2 separate regions of the Sus scrofa genome follow, and region 1 is linked to region 2. Evidence: chromatin contacts called from public Hi-C data. All regions are on one chromosome and are shown on one strand. Each heading gives the region's core, a stretch centred on a gene start, on an enhancer-like site or on the middle of the called end of the contact. The rest is flanking DNA. Distances are from core to core; before and after follow the strand shown. Region 1 overlaps PTPRR (receptor-type tyrosine-protein phosphatase R). Region 2 overlaps PTPRR (receptor-type tyrosine-protein phosphatase R).

The links. A called contact is a pair of places that touch in the nucleus more often than the background predicts.
Region 1: a Hi-C map of skeletal muscle shows a contact between it and region 2, with 4 times the contacts expected there. The contact joins two enhancer-like sites. A contact is called at or near these places in 11 of 47 Hi-C or Micro-C datasets (adipocytes, embryonic fibroblasts, heart right ventricle and 6 more) and 1 of 2 datasets of contacts at active chromatin or transcription factors (skeletal muscle).

The regions. Positions count from the first base shown.
Region 1 is chr5:34,862,296-34,867,283 of Sscrofa11.1, reverse strand. All of the region lies in intron 6 of PTPRR (receptor-type tyrosine-protein phosphatase R), which reads left to right. Among named protein-coding and RNA genes, the nearest start is that of PTPRB, 70 kb to the right of the region's middle. Within about 2 kb of position 2,198, at least 7 of the 83 cell types and tissues checked have an H3K27ac peak or open chromatin away from gene starts, as enhancers often do. A contact at or near this core is called in retroperitoneal adipose tissue and skeletal muscle, where this site is marked.
Region 2 is chr5:34,816,579-34,821,249 of Sscrofa11.1, reverse strand. It overlaps PTPRR (receptor-type tyrosine-protein phosphatase R), which reads left to right. Exons shown (of 16, transcript XM_021091990.1): 13 at 1,313-1,423; 14 at 3,033-3,190. Among named protein-coding and RNA genes, the nearest start is that of PTPRB, 24 kb to the right of the region's middle. Within about 2 kb of position 3,134, at least 13 of the 83 cell types and tissues checked have an H3K27ac peak or open chromatin away from gene starts, as enhancers often do. A contact at or near this core is called in retroperitoneal adipose tissue and skeletal muscle, where this site is marked.

The DNA of each region.
Region 1 (4,988 bases), core at 949-3,448, 47 kb before region 2:
CTAAAAAGGGCAGGTATTGTCGGACCGGATAGGCTTTTCCTGTTCCTAAAATGTCTTGTGTTCTTACACAGGAAAAGCATTCTTATTCACCCAAGGCATTTGCAAGTCCTCTGTGCGAGACCTAAAAGTACCCCGGTTGTGGTGGGAAGAAAGCAGGAAAGAAGTGGGTGGGAGAGGAAGTGTCCGTGGTGGGTCCATAACCAGGACAAGTTTCCCAAAGGGTAGAAAGTCATCCATGCCCCCTTTATTTTGAGAACAAACTCTGCTAGTTTGTTCTTTCATAATACGTTCCACACCCAAAATTGGGTACATTTAAAACTGGGGTTGACTCAGGCCGTAGGGTCGCCACAGAATTGACGCTTGCTTAGAGTGTGCTGCCCTTGCTAATAAACCCTGTCGGACTCCAATATCTTCCAATGTGCTTCCCAAACATTTCTTTCCTAAATGTGTTAGTAGGGGTAATGTTGATCCATGTAGTTTCCTTTTTCACTCAGGTATCTTCCATAGAGAGCCTAGGTCTGTAAAATAAAAATGAAAAGCTAGAAGCATTTGTGCATGTTTTGAATCCTAACCATTCTGCAGAGCCGTCATCCAGGTTTTAACGATAGCCAAGTAGGAAGAAAACCCAAGATGTTAAATAAGAGTTTTTAAACACTTGCCGAGGCCCTCTATGAAATCTGAGCGACCCCATGTTGAATCCTGAAGCAAACCTAAGATGTATTTGAAAAGCATTTACTATTCTCTCCCCTGCCTTTCTTATTCCTTCCCCTTTTGATACCTTTTTGATACATATGACAGGCTGTTTGAACAGGAACAGTCTGTTGTGTGTCTGCTTTTCTTTCCACCTGCAGCCCCATCAACAGTGGGAAGGAGTGTGCCCGAGGGGGGTGGCTGCCCACAGTAGTGGTGGGTGCCCCTTATCAGGTGCTAGCCCAGGAGAGAGGCGTATCCACTCCTGGGCAGCTGTGTTACTATGAGCAGTGCTGACTGACTCTGACTGTAATCAAAACTGTTCCCTTGGTCCTTTAGCATCATTTCTAACCTACTAAGCTAAGAGTTTTACGACATTTGGCAGTAGTGTGTGTGTAAGAGCTTTTGCAAGGCATCCAAGCAAGAGAGATTACAATGGGTAAATATCTGCAAATGCATTTCTTTCAGGGACTTGTGGCAAGTGCACTTCTCTGGATGATCTTGTTTATATAACACATGCACGTTAAGTAACTAATCCTCTCTTGGCTTGCTTAGAATAGAAATCACTGCTGTAAGGGAGTGACTCTCTGCATAGGCAAACTCTATCCAGTGAAGAACTCAATCTCAGCTTTAATCTGAACCCAGATAGAAAAAAAAATTATATATATATATATATATATATATAGTTGATTCAAGGACAAGGGGGTGGGGGAAACAAGATCATTTATTGGGCACATTTAAATACAGATAACATTTCATGGTGTAGTATTAATACTAATAAGAAAAATGACCCCAAAACTAGAAAAGCCTGAATATGACTCTGCCAGCACTTAAGATTTGTTGAGCAGCTATTATGTGCCAGGTACTGTACAAGAGGCATATCAACTATGTAATATTATTTCCTCCTCATAACCTTCTCAGGGAGGTATATTTTATAATCTCAACTTTAACAATGTGAAACTGAGACACAGACACTTAAGTAAATGTCATAGAGCCCACAAGCTCCAGAGACAGGATTGAGCCCAGGTCTGCTACCACCAAGCTCATGCTCATTCCTATTTCCTGCCTCATCTGATGCCCAGTCTTCTGTTTGGGCCTTTTCTTTTTTCATGATTGGACCCTATTCAATTTTGTCAGTGGAAAAATAGAAGCATTCTAAAATAAACGCGTTTGTTTCGCCTAACCCTCATAAACCATCCCACTTGGAGAAGAGCCGGTGATGCCGCTTTCCACCCCTAGGTGGCACCTGTATGCTACAAACAAACTGAAGAAAATTCAGGATCGGTAGCAAATTGGGCTCTTGCTTTTGTTCAAAGGACATTTAAGCAATTCGTTTCTCTGTCCTCAAAAATCCTTCTTGAGATATATGTTGCCCTTTTAAGATTTAGAGCCAAGTCAAATCAACAAGGAAAGAGCCATGTAATGATCCTAAAGCTGTCAAGGGAGTCCCAGAATCCTTCCTTTCCTGAGGTACCTCATTACCTATAGCAGGCAGTCCCTGCACCGATGCTGGCTGCTGCATTGGTTCACATAGCAAATGCATTCAGCGGGGTTTCCCAGCTGCAGTGTCCATGACCTTTAGAAGATTTTCGTCTGATATTAATCAGAAGGTTTTTATTTCTTCTTTGTTAGCCCTGATAAAGATTTATGGTTTATGGAAGCAATGCAATTTATGTGCTTACGCCTTTGCAGTTTTCACTTTAAAAAAAAGAAAAGCGGTGTTGCTCTCTTGCTCCCCACCCTAACAAAAACAATAATGCAGGAGTTCCCTTCGTGGCTCAGGGGTTAAGGATCCCGACTAGAATCCATGAGGATGCGGGTTCCATCCCTGGCCTCCCTTAGTGGGTTAAGGATGCCGCATTGCCGTGAGCTGTGGTGTAGGTCACAGACGTCTCGGATCGCGCGTTGCTGTGACTGTGGTGCAGGCCGCCCGCTGTAGCTCCTACTCCACATGCCACGGGTGTGGCTCTTAAATAGCCAAACAAACAAACAAAACAAAACAAAACAAAAACCCCTAATAATGCAGTTTAATCAGGCGGTTTTATAAGACTCCTCAGAATTTGCATTTAAAAGGGATATCTGTGCCAACGCACCGTTTCGCTGTGGAAATGATCCGCAGGAAAAGGTGGGGGGTGGGGAGCCTTGCGAATTTCGCCTTCGTGAACCCTGGATTCCCGTAATGCTACAGGCCTTATCGAGGACAGTCCAGGAGTGAATTGGCAGTACATTAGAAAGCATGATTATAAGAGGGAAAGCTGAAATGGCCCTCGTGTCAGCTGTTTTCCTCCACAGGATACTGGGTGATTCCTGTCCCAACCAGATACTGATTACTTAAAGCTTAGCCCAAGAGTTCTTGTCACAAACGGTTTCCGTAGTGTATTTTGACTTGCTGAGGTCTGAATAACTTTTGGAATTTGTTAGGTGTGGACCTGAACTCCAGGAACAGATTGTCTTAAGTGCTCCGTTTTTATCTCCTTCTCGGTTCTCCGTCCTCGGCTGACATGGGGAATTATTGGTGGGAAAGGCATGCATTGATAATTCAGGCAAATTAAGATTTTAAACAGTTCAAAGGACTTCAGATTGTTTTTATACAATATTTCAAACAAATGCAAGCTGCTATCAGTGTTTCAATCTACAAAAATGTGTTCTATTTCTCCGTTATAATTGCATTGTTAATCTTTTATAATTATTTCACCTTATCTGTAAAATTCAAATTCAAACTCTAAATTGCTGAAGACTCTTTAGAGTGAATAAATTTTCTTCACATGAAATACGATTAATGTAACATCCAACTTTTCAAAATATTTTATCGAATGTTCAACCCAGAATGGTAAGACATGAAAAGGGAGTATGTTTGTACATAAAGCAGTGGACTATGAAGTTTGAAGGTTTTATTTAACCTTTTTAGATATAGAACTCCCAGTGTTAAGGTTTATATATAGCACTGACCAAGTTTCCCACAGTCAAGAGATAATTCCAAATACTACAAATAGTGTAATATTCAAATCATAGTTACAGATATTCTAAAACTCATTTCATCCTGAATCAGATCACTTAAAAGACTTTCTAAATACTCTAAAAAGAAGTATTTTTATTTTTCATTCCTTAACGTGGATCCCTATGCATGCCAGAAATCAGGAAGCACTATTATAGGAAAATCAATTTTATATTATTAGGTTATTAGTTTTATATTAAGGTATAAGTTTTATATTACTGCTATCAGATTTTATATTATAATTGTTTGGTACACAGTAAAAGCAAATACTATTTTTTCCCTTTGGAATCAATGAAAAAACATTATAATAAAAATAAGAAGCAGTTCATTTCTAGTCAGTCGTAAAAATCTCTGGGTACTTACTTCTTATTTCCCTTCTCACGTCTACAAATCTCTGACATACACAGAAGAGATGCACAGATGCATGGAAGAATTGAAATTAGGTCAATTATGTTCCACCCTGGTAGTGTTGGCAGGCTTTCTCTGTATATGGGACATGTCCTGTATTTAATGATTTTGCCCTGGCATCCTGTATTGACTTTGTCAGGACACCCTAAATGTCCCGTATGCCGTTCTTTCCATTAAATTCTAAAAAAGTGGCAGTTAAAGCTATTTTTCAAGTCTAACTAGGGGACCAGTGTTTTTTATTCGCTAAATCTGATGACCCTACACCTTGTCATCCCTTGTTAAGAATCTTTCAGTAAGTAGACTCATTTGTGTATTTCTCAACTCCACTCTTATCATCAGAAATGACCACTTTCAGAATGAAGTGTCACTGGTTAGCCTAGGACCATGCCACATGCTCAGAGGATGGAGTTAGTTGGTACCTAAAGTCTTTCTAGTCTTACATTCTCCCTTTAAATGAAAGATGATAAATATATGTATTTTCCTTGTTCATTTTTCTCAGAAACCTATCCTGGAGATCTAATTAAAATGTCATTATTGACTATCTCAGACATTAAGGGCTGTCTAGAGAAATACTATGATTTCTATGTTGAGGTCTCTGGTGAAAAGAAATAATGAATTAACTTATAAAACAATATCTGGAGGAGAATAGTTTGTTAGAGAAACAAGGAATATTCTTGTAGCTATTGTTTCAAAGCCTGTTTTTACATATTCTCTACTGCCATCTGTCTTGGAGAAGTGCTGCTGAAAATATTAAGTTTAGAACATCTTAATTTTTTTTCTTTACAGTTATAGATGTCATTTGGATGGCAAGTTCCTGTGGAGAAAACTTAATAACTACCAGTTGTATATCTAGAGGGTAAATTGAAGTGGCTTCTGTGACAGACCAAAAAAACGT
Region 2 (4,671 bases), core at 1,885-4,384:
TGGATTTCATAAAAATAATATTCAATGCATGATCTAATACATATTTAAGTAATGATGTAATTAATCACTTTAGATCAAAAACCCATTCCATAATCCAATAGTCGTAAAATATAGTAACAATAATAACATCATGCTTTGAATGTTACTGTATGCCAGGCTTTGTCCTCAGTTCTTTCCATGTATTAAATCTTGAGGAAACTGAGGCCAGAGAGATTATGTTTCCTGCTTATAGATTCACCAATAAATGGTGGGATCAAAATGTGGCTCCAGGCTCTCAGACTCCAAAACTTGCATCTTAACCATTGTGTTATATTGTCTTGCTTGCAATATAATTATTGTTATTAAACCCTTCAAAGGGGATCCATCATAAAGTTTTTTAAAATAGTCTTGTTTATATGTCTACTTCAGTGGCTCCCATAGGTGAACAGGTCATTGGTCCTTGAAAATATAGTACCGTAGGTGTGTTAGTGGTCATTTCATCTGTTTTACTTACAATGGAAACTGCATTCTGTGGCATCTAACACATTACAAATGCTCTTATTAGAGATTTTTGTTTGATGAAGCAGGAAAATGTGACGTGCCTCAATCACTGTAAGAGAACTTCTTTTTAATTCTCTTTGTCACATGATAAACGCTAACATGTGGATCTTAGTTTCCTAATTCTTAATTCAGTTCTAAATTATTCCTTAATTTCTTTGTGGGTACTTGGGAAACTTGACTTTAATTTTTTTTTTTTTGTATGAGATTATTAGCAATAGTGTTTGGCAGACGTATGTAAAAATAGATATTTTGTTTTAAAAGCAGTTTTATTGAGATATAATTTATAATATACCATATATACTATGAAGCTTACCTATTTTTTTTTTTTTTTGTCTTTTGTCTTTTTGTCTTTTGTTGTTGTTGTTGTTGCTATTTCTTGGGCCGCTCCCGCGGCATATGGAGGTTCCCAGGCTAGGGGTTGAATCGGAGCTGTAGCCACCGGCCTACGCCAGAGCCACAGCAACGCAGGATCCGAGCCGCGTCTGCAACCTACACCACAGCTCACGACAACGACACTGAGCAAGGGCAGGGACCGAACCCCGCAACCTCATGGTTCATAGTCGGATTCGTTAACCACTGCGCCACGATGGGAACTCCATAGCTTACCTATTTAAAGTGGTTCTGTGGTTTTAGCACATTTACAGAGCTGTAAAAATTGACACTTGATTTTTTAAATTAATTAAATAGACATTTTTGAGATGCCTGAATGAAAAATACTTCAAAGCCAGTGAAAACCATGAATATTTGCTGTGTTCTTCTGTCCCTCCTCCAGAAATGTGTGCTTTACTGGCCAGAAAAAAGAGGAATATATGGGAAAGTTGAGGTTCTGGTTATCAACGTCAAAGAATGTGATAACTATACTGTTCGAAATCTTGTCTTAAAGGTAAGACTACTCAGCTGTGGTCATCTACACAGCAAACTGTTAGAGGATTACATCTCTACTTGTAAATTTTTTATCCTAATAAGTATTTCAGACTCCATTGAAACGAATCAAAGAATGTCAAGATCAAAGAGAAATTATAATCACTCCCTTATGTATTTCTTTGTTGTCAGCTACTATTAGTATGTGGAATAATTAAATTAATATAAGTAGACTTTAAGGAAATTCACTACGTAGGAGTGCGATCTTCTAATTTGCATAAATATTACATCTCTGATTTAACCCGTTGAGCACCTTTAACCAAAGGCTTCTGCTGGAGGCACGATCATGACTTTTTTTTAATGTCACTTTGGGCTGAGCAGATTTAAGTAAGTCCTGGAAACTGTGAAAGGGAAAATCTGCGCTGGTGGGTGGCTGTGGGAGGCAAGAAGAGCCTGAAGTGTTGATGAGATCTTCCAAAACTCGGAGTTACAGTCATTTATAGGGACTTTCCCGGACCAGATTATGTCATAGAAAAGTTATCTGACTTAAATTACGGGCTGCAGATGCTGAGGGACGTTGCCATGGGATTGTTTTCACTTCTAGAGAGCAATCATCTAAAAGGTTCCAGTTCTATCTCAGGACAGCATCAGTGTGGAACAGAATCACAGCAGAGAGAGAGAGTAGGGCAGAGCTGCACTGACGGGTTCTAATGGGAGGTTCAGGGCAGAAAGGCACTGGCAGAAACCTGTTCTTCAACACGTGTTCTCGAATGCTGAGCGCCTCGTCCATGCCAGGACCCTGACTGGACACTGGGTTTTGAGAGGATGTGCATGGAACGCCCACTCAAAGCCATTTCTTTTTTCTTTTTCTTTTCTTTTTTTTGGGGGGGGGCCTTTTAGGGCCACACCTGCAGCATATGGAAGTTCCCAGGCTAGGGGTTGAATCGGAGCTACAGCTACTCGCCTTTGCCACAGCCACAGCAAGGCAGGATCTGAGCCTCGTCTGCTCACAGCAATGCCAGATCCTTAGCCGACTGAGCGAGGCCAGGGATCGAACCCGCAACCTCATGGTTACTAGTCAGATTCGTTTTCACTGCACCATGATGGGAACTCCTCCGAGCCATGTCTAATCTGGTGATCCCTTGTCCCTCCTTTACTCTAGGGATTCCTCACCACTGTTGAAAACTGGAATTTGGGATGCGTGTAGAATTATTATCATGATTGAACATAAAATTAAGTGTTCTTATATTGGTTAATATGTTTATAATCACCTGTCAGGAATATTCAAAGAGCAGGAAACACTGTATCCCAATTCTTTCTTGACTCTATTTTCATCTACCATTATGTTTATTCTAACAAATGACAAACATATATTGAGCATATATGTTACATACATTTTCTATACCAAATAGGTATTTCTCATTTAATAGAAGCAAGACTGTCAGACTTTGACATCGGCGTAAAATGTTCTCAGGGTGAAAGAGTCTTCTGCAAAAATCCCCTAGATTCTTTTCCACCTAGAAATAAGTTGCCAGCAAGATGGGCGTGATAGGAGGCGATTCAGTCTTGTGGTTTGGATGACTTGTAGTTCTACATGTAATGAAGCCTTTGGTGGCTGTTGCTATTTTCAGCAAGGAAGTCACACCCAACATGTGAAGCATTACTGGTACACTTCATGGCCGGATCACAAGACTCCGGACAGTGCCCAGCCCCTTCTACAGCTCATGCTGGATGTGGAAGAAGACAGACTCGCCTCCGCGGGCCGAGGGCCTGTGATTGTCCACTGCAGGTAAGCGATGAACTGTCCTTTCTGCCTGAGCAGCTGTCCATCCTTTGTAAAGTCCTAGAGCAGGTGGAAGTTGGATTTCGCTTCCTGATTCTGACTTGGCTGATAAGTCTGTCTCAAAACTGGTTAACTTCCTGATATTTGACTCTTGACCAGGATGATACTTAACAGAAATGAAGTGACGTTAACAGTGTATTTTCAGCAAACAATCCCACAGGGGAGCACATATCACTTCTAATTAACAGCTCAGGAAACAGGAGACCTTGTTCTTTCAGTTCTCTGCCTTGACACATAGCTTGATTCATTTCACCTCATTCGTCTCATACGTGATAGGAATGATACATGTTTTTTTGAAATTATCAATAGCTTTTTTGTTGTTTCAAGATGCACCTGAACTTTTCTCAGATTGTGTCCTGATAGCATTTATTATTAGGTCAAATTTGGTGAAAACCAGACAACTAGTCTCAAAGTTACCTCATGAAAAACAGATGGAAATAAATTTATGAACTGGGAAGTGGGCAACTGGTAATTCGCCAAGAGGAAAACAAAGTGCTAGTACTGGAACGCAGGGTACTGGCTGACAAAAGTGACAGATGTCCGTGGTGGCTCCCTTCCCTAATGTCTAGCTTAAGGTGTCCCCTGTAACGTACACCTCTTCCTTGTTTTCCTGTTAGTGTGCCCAACCTAAAGCACATATTTTAAAGTTATTTCTACAACTGGACATTAATTTTCCATACTTTCTCAAAATTGTTTGTTATTTTACTTAACTTCCTAAGTCTTGTAAGATAGCTTTGGATGATATTTTTAATAAAAAAGTCATTATTTTATATTACAATTTTAGCTTTCTTTTGAACCTTTATGATTTAAGAGTAAAATTTATTCTATGTCTCTCTCCAAGGTGTCATTATCTAGTTTTGAACGTTAGGCCTTACCCTACACTTAGCTTGGGGCTGAAGAAAAATACTTAATTGGCCATACTTTAGGGCTAAAACTGTCCCCCACCCCAAATCATAAAACAGTCAGGATATCTAAAATGAACTAACCATTTCCCCCATAAAACCAGCTCCCCTTCTGATTGCTATTTCTAAGAATGAGACCATCTTTTTTTCCAGGCATTCAGTTATCTTTGGCCCTTCTCTCAACTCCAGAGTCGGTATCTAATCAGTCACCAGATTGGCTTTCCCTTCAAAGCTTCTCCCATAATCCTCACTTCCTGCCCCACCACCCAAGTTCAGGCCCTTATGACCTCATCCATGTATTTTAGAAGTAGTCGGCTAATTGCACATACACACCCTGCTTCCCCACCTCCACCTCCACTATGGCCTACTCTGTGCACTCCTCTTAGATGATGTTCCTAAAACCCTCTTTCATCACCTGCACTCTCTGCTCAAAACTTCTCAAAGGCTTCCCATTGCCTAGAGCAGAAATTCTTAACCTTGGATCTGTGGACTAGCTACAGGGCCAGTGACCTCCTAGAAATGACT